Linked DNA regions of Lactuca sativa: region 1 is linked to region 2. Evidence: chromatin contacts called from public Hi-C data. All regions are on one chromosome and are shown on one strand. Each heading gives the region's core, a stretch centred on a gene start, on an enhancer-like site or on the middle of the called end of the contact. The rest is flanking DNA. Distances are from core to core; before and after follow the strand shown. Region 1 holds the start of LOC111909597 (cyclin-H1-1). Region 2 holds the start of LOC111909603 (NADPH--cytochrome P450 reductase 1).

Region 1 (3,110 bases), core at 479-2,978, 190 kb before region 2:
TATAAAACAAAATTTAATTACTTACGAAGTTAGAATATATCATTTTAATTGACTCAATATTATTGAATAGAAAATAATTTAAATTATAAATAGAAAATAAATCAAAATTGTTGTATAAAATAAATTAAATAAATATAATTTAAATGTATATATAATCCATACCACCGTTCAATCCCCATTAAACTCACATTCATTAAACTTAGGCTACAATGGTGGGTTTAATCAATTGGATGGTCATATCATCACTTTTTCACCATTAAACTCCCCATTCAATCCCCATTGGCGACGGCCTATTCCTATTCTAATAAAAGAATAGATTGATTCTCATTTTGTCATTTGTCACACTATTAAACTTCCTAATTAATGTCATGTCATATGACAACCTATTAATTCCATTTCAAATTTTAAATTTTAAAATTTTCACTTTAATTACATTAAATTAAATAACATTAGAATAAAAATAAAATTAAATTAATACAGATTATAAAGTCACGTACTTATTTAAATCAACACTTATAATTTTATATAAATAAAAAATACCTTGTAATTAATAATTTATTTAAAATAATTGATTAATAATTTTAAGTTTTTTGATGAAAATTTAATAAATTTTGTAACCGTGGTTCTACGGGTTATAAACTAGTATATATATATATATATATATATATATATATATATATATATATATATATATATATATATATATATATATATATATATATATAGAGAGAGAGAGAGAGAGAGAGAGAGAGAGAGAGAAGTGAGGCCCCTCTCTATTTGTGTTTACTTTTAAAATTTTAAATAAAAGGGAAAAATGTTTAAGAAAATAGAAAAACAAATTAAAACGGTAGATTAGTTTTTTCAATTTTAATAGTGATTAATTCCACAAACAAACTAGACAAACCTACAACATTGGTCCTTATGGTATTAAAAAAACTTTGGATAAGGTCCAAAAAGTTTTCAACTTGCATGAAATGTCCAAAATTAAAATATTTACGTGATTTTTGTCCAAAAAATATTATGTGATTTTCTGGTGCTGACTTTCTGAAGTTCTACAAAGAAGGAATTCAAGTTTATTTACAATAATAAACTAAAATGTATGTTTTCTAATAACCCTTCTCCAATTTCGAAATAGCAATCTATTTTAGGGTTCTTAAATTCAAATTGTTGTTTGCATATCATAGTGAGAACATATCCTTTAGGGTGTATGCGAATTTAGGGTTTTATGTTTTCCGCCAAAAATAATTTTTTGTTATTTATAAAACCCATCACATAGAGCATCAAATCCCCAACCTTGGCAACAAAAACAACCGAAACGAACCAATCACTCGTCTCTTAAGGACATAACCACTTCATTAGTAATCTTCTACAAATTTGGGTTTCATCTTCTCTCAAGACTCCAATCACTTGCTACTATATACATATATCGAGATTTGGGTTTTTTTTTTTTTTTTCTTTCTTTATCTATTTGATCATTGTGTGAAAATTTTGGGTTTATGTTGTCTATTACACATGGACGAATGTTGTGTCGTTTGTGAAATCAATTATGTGATTAAACCCAGGACCGGCCCATGGGTCGGAGCAAATTGGACGACGAATGTGTATCGTTTGTTGAGATCAATCCCCCCAAATACCAAAGGGCCTGTATTTTATATTTTGTTATATCGAGTTATATTTGTGAGTTGTGACAGCCCATTATTTTTAAGGCTAATGGGCTAATTGTTCTAAGGCCCAATCTAACCAAACCAGGCGAGCGCCAATCCAAAAGAGGGAGCTGGAGCGAGACGACGAGACCTAGCGTGCGTTTCCGATTTCGAAGGCGTCATCAACGCTTCAGTCGATTTCTATGGAAACTCCAAAGGACTTCCACTTCTCCAGAAGCCAACGGTTAGTTATCTGTTAGTTATCTGTTGTTTGCTTCTTCTGTTTCTTCTATTTCTTATTTTCTGATTTCTGAATTCGTCCATTCTGAAATAGCACCGATAATCAGTGAATCCGAACCGAAATTTATTTCGAATCGCCGGAGGTTTCTGAATTTCTTTGTGAATCGCCGGAAGTTGAAGTTTCAGTCTTTCAGAATCGAGTTAGAGACGAAATTGATTTCTGAATGTGAATATGTGTATGTAAGTTCTAGCCTTCTTGAGTGTAATTTACTACAAACTCCATTACAAAACGATTGATAAGTATACTCCCAATGGTTACTGCTTAGAAAATATATGTTACATATGGACATGCACTTCAATATAAATCTATATGCTTCATAGTGTATTATTGTCACAGTAAGATTCAAAATCCTCAAACCGAAATATAAACATCTCATCTACTCATTATTGGCGGACATGTTTCAATACCTGGTGATTTCTTCTTCTTATAAAACTAGTATAAAGAACTTGACTAGTATGCTACAAACTCCATTATGTACAAGTGAACATTGTTCAGAAATTTTACTATTGGGATACAAGTCGATTAAGCTGGAAGATGATTGTTCAATAGAAATCTCTGTTTGATACAAACCTTGAGCCTTGATGTCCTTGTGAACCATTTCGAGCATGGACTCCTCATGAAGGAATGTCAAGCCTTTCGCAATGCCAACACAAATTCTTTGTCTTGTAGGCCAATCAATTTCCAGCTTAGAGTTATTGTCCTTTGAGTCTGATTAAAAGAATTTTAATCAAGAAACTTGTGAATGGAAGTTAGACTCTCTTTGTGGAACTAAAGATGCCACATTTTCCATTTTGGGGTGTCCTATTTAATTTGTAACACTTTGTTCTTATAGGAGCTATTGAAGCCTTGATTCCAACTCTTAGCAGTGTCAACTTCTAAACTATCATCTTGTAACTGTGTTATAAGTTATAACCACAACATTCAGGTTTGTCCCAACTTTTCTTGATCATTTATCTTGTGTGCTATTTTTGAACAACAATGTTTAATGTTATGATCTGTGCTTTGATGGATTAGAATCTCAAGAAATTAAACAGAAGTATTATATAGAAATGATGATATAGATTTATGAAATTATTCATTCAAGTGGAGATTGATCTTCTGCTTTCTAATTTGCAGAGTTACTAATCAGCCATGGCTGATTTTTTAACATCCACTCACCGAGCCAA
Region 2 (3,530 bases), core at 828-3,327:
ATGTACAAAAAAATGTGTTCTTGAACAAGATGCAAACTCGAACTTAATTTCATATCCGAACTTGATCTTCAAACTCGATTTCGTTATTGTGTTCTTCGATCTTCAAGCTTTTCATTGGGTTCTTGTGTTCTTAAATCTTCAAACTCGTTTAGATTTGAATGCATTTGTGTGTGTATGAACTCAATTTCATATTCGATTTAATGTATGATATGCCCCGATTTGATTTTATAGTTTATGTGTGTGTTGTTAAGCCCAAATTTCAATAACAAACCTAAGTCTAATCTTCATTGTGTTCCTTAAAAAACCAGATCTTTATCTTATTCATCAAAACACAGTTAGATGGTCAATTTATCTACGATGATTTGAAGTTTTGAACATTAAAACCCACAAAAAGCGAACCTAGCGAACCTAGAAAACGATATTCATACGCAAGAACACAAAATTAAGAACACGAACCTAAAAGTTCTACTAAACATAAAAATTGAACCTAAAAAACCTTTTGAACATGAGAAACCTACATACCCTCCTGCTGTCAATTTGTAGTTTCTTAAAACACATCAACACACATTTTTTTTCTAGTTTTTTTTTTTTTTTTTTTTTTCCAATTCTTGAATCTGATATGGGTTTATGAGTTCTTGAATCCAAGAACAATAACATATCAAAAAATAAACTGACAAAAAATTCATATTTAGCTGGAGAAGATAATGAATTCTGGTCGGAGCTGTCAAAAAGTTGGATGATAGGATTTTTATAAATATGATAAACAAATTTAATAATGATATATATGAACAACTAAATGTATAAACATGCTAAAATATGTTACCATTATAACCAGTAACCTTTATCAAAATACTCCTCACATCGAAATAGTGTTACAATCTACTGAATCGCTCGTTTAGGGACTTACATGCAAACCTGTTACAAGTGTAGGGAATAAGGGATCTACCAGCAAATTTTCCTTCTGATAAACTATACAAATAATGGAACCTATAAATAAAAACAAATGATGGAACACGCTCTCACTTCTCATATGCATTGTAAAGGACTAAAAGGTCCGATTTCACTTTTTTTTTTTTTTTTTTTTTTTTTTTTTTTTTTTAAATTAGGGCACAATAGATTAAAAAAAAACACTATTTTATTTATGTATTTTAACTACTCTATTTCAATATTATCAATAAAAGTTATAAGTTTGATATTTTTCTATATCATCTACTTTGACCCGCTATAATATGTTAAAACAATTAATAGAAAATTGTCAAAATTTAATGAAAAATTAAACTTTGACAACAAAAAGAATATATATATTATAACCATTTTAACTTGATATAAACCAAAAGATTTATAACTCAATGATATCAAATGTTGCTTCCTTCTCGAAGTTGGAAGTTCAAATCTCTTATGAGATATAGATAAAATTATGAGTATATTAGATTTTTATGTAAAAGAACTTTAAGATGTTATAATAGATTAAAAAGAGTACATAAAAACAGAAGGAACTTCAATTGTGTTTGTTGGGGAAATGTGAGGTATGGTGAACACCTTCTCACCCTCCCTTCGAGAGCGATATACATACTTGTCCTGTTATTAAAGATTTATTTAAAAATGACATTTAGTGAAAAATTAAACTTTGAGAATATATATATATATATATATATATATATATATATATATATATATATATATATATATATAATATTATAACATTTTAATTTGTTTTAGAAGGTTAAAATAACAATATAAAAATTATCAAGTTTAAATGGTTTCTATTAATAAAACTTATATATAATTGTCGAATCTCAAAAATTGTTAAAAATATAGTAAGTTTTATGTATATTTCTTTTTTAGATCATTATTAATTTAATTTAAATGGAATAGAAATAATAATACCAATATGATCGAAGCCATATGTGATTTTAAGGGCGATTATAATAAAATATTATTTTGTTAAATGAATAAAAATATAAAAACATAACCATGGTTAATCATGGGTTAGGTGTGTTTGACCATTCTGGTTTGGTAGGCGTGTTGTCTCGGTGCCTCCTCTCTCCCCCATAAAAACCCCTCTTCAAGCCCAGACGTATCTCTCAACCACACCCAACACAAAGCGTTAGAGAGAGAAACTAGAGAGAGAAAGTTCAACAAAGTTCTCTTTTCTTTCCAATTTCTCTCTCTAAATCAGCGCTCACTTTCTGAATCGCCGGCGAGGACTTGTGTGGTCAGTTGAATCAGGTTGAGTTAGTGGAGAAATGCAATCGGAGTCCGTCGAAACGTCGCTGTTTGATTTGTTGACCGCAGCTCTGAAGGGGAAACTTATTGGCACAGTTAACGGATCGGATAGCGGAGACTCAACGATGCCGCCGGCTTTGGCGATGATTCTGGAAAATCGTGAGCTGCTGGTGATACTGACCACGTCGGTTGCTGTTTTGGTAGGATGTTTTGTTGTTTTGGTGTGGAAGAGATCTACGAATAAGTCGGTTAAGGAATTGGAGCAACCGAAGATCGTTATACCCAAGAGACGGGTGGAAGAGGAGGTTGATGATGGTAAGAAGAAGGTTACGATTTTCTTCGGAACGCAGACTGGAACGGCGGAAGGTTTCGCTAAGGTGAACTATCGATGTTGATTCGCATGTCTCTTGACATTTTTGAAATTTTGGTCAATATAAAGGTTTTCGCGTTTTTTTGACATCGATTCCTCTTGTTTTGAAGGCACTCTTTGAAGAAGCTAAAGTGCGATATGAAAAGGCCTCCTTTAAAGTAATCGATTTGGTGAGTGTTGACTTTTAGAGTACAGATTCAGATGCATATGGTACATAATAATTCTTGTGACTCGATCTTAAAGTCCTTGATTCTTAGAAACGTTGAATTTTACTGCTAGTTGAATCAAGGATCATAATTATCATTATGTTTTCAATATGCAGGATGATTACGCTGTTGATGACGAGGAGTACGAAGAGAAACTAAAGAAGGAGTCATTTGCTTTCTTCTTCTTGGCTACGTAAGCTTTTGTACCCATTTATATCTGTTTTACTTTTTTCTGAAAGAATCGTTGACTATCTTAAATCATGGATCGAAATCTATTGGATCGATCTGAACCCGGCAATTAAGTAACTCGACTAACTGAAAGTGGACTTTATTAATAAAAGGAGCAGATGCATAGAACTATTCAATAGGATTGCTTATGCAACACTCTTCAACAGGAAATCTTGAAAATAATAAACAATTGTTTCAACTTCCCTAGTCATCCAAAAAAGAAAACTGTTGAAGTTTTCATGGGGTAGTGAGAGGAAGCAACCTCAAAGGTTATAGCAGGTTGCTAATTACCTATTAACTCAACTTGTTTGATAACTTCTTGTGTAGATATGGAGATGGTGAGCCAACTGATAATGCTGCCAGATTTTATAAATGGTTCACTGAGGTAAACATTGTATACATCTTTTAGATTCATGTCACAAATCTCTCCCGATCTGGATATTGATTTAGAACCTCTTGTTCCTTATACAGGCAGAAGAGAAAGTTAGTCTTAACAAACT

The links. Hi-C and Micro-C count contacts between places; a contact is called where the count stands out from the background.
Region 1: a contact with region 2 is called in a Hi-C map of seed, with 3 times the contacts expected there. The contact joins the promoter of LOC111909597 here to the promoter of LOC111909603 in region 2. A contact is called at or near these places in 2 of 4 Hi-C or Micro-C datasets (leaf and seed).

The regions. Positions count from the first base shown.
Region 1 is chr8:104,103,365-104,106,474 of Lsat_Salinas_v11, reverse strand. LOC111909597 (cyclin-H1-1) reads left to right here and starts at 1,728. Exons shown (of 17, transcript XM_023905386.2): 1 at 1,728-1,887; 2 at 1,978-2,119; 3 at 2,777-2,869; 4 at 3,061-3,110. The coding sequence starts at 3,076.
Region 2 is chr8:103,915,887-103,919,416 of Lsat_Salinas_v11, reverse strand. LOC111909603 (NADPH--cytochrome P450 reductase 1) reads left to right here and starts at 2,077. Exons shown (of 17, transcript XM_023905390.3): 1 at 2,077-2,603; 2 at 2,707-2,766; 3 at 2,919-2,995; 4 at 3,358-3,415; 5 at 3,502-3,530. The coding sequence starts at 2,247.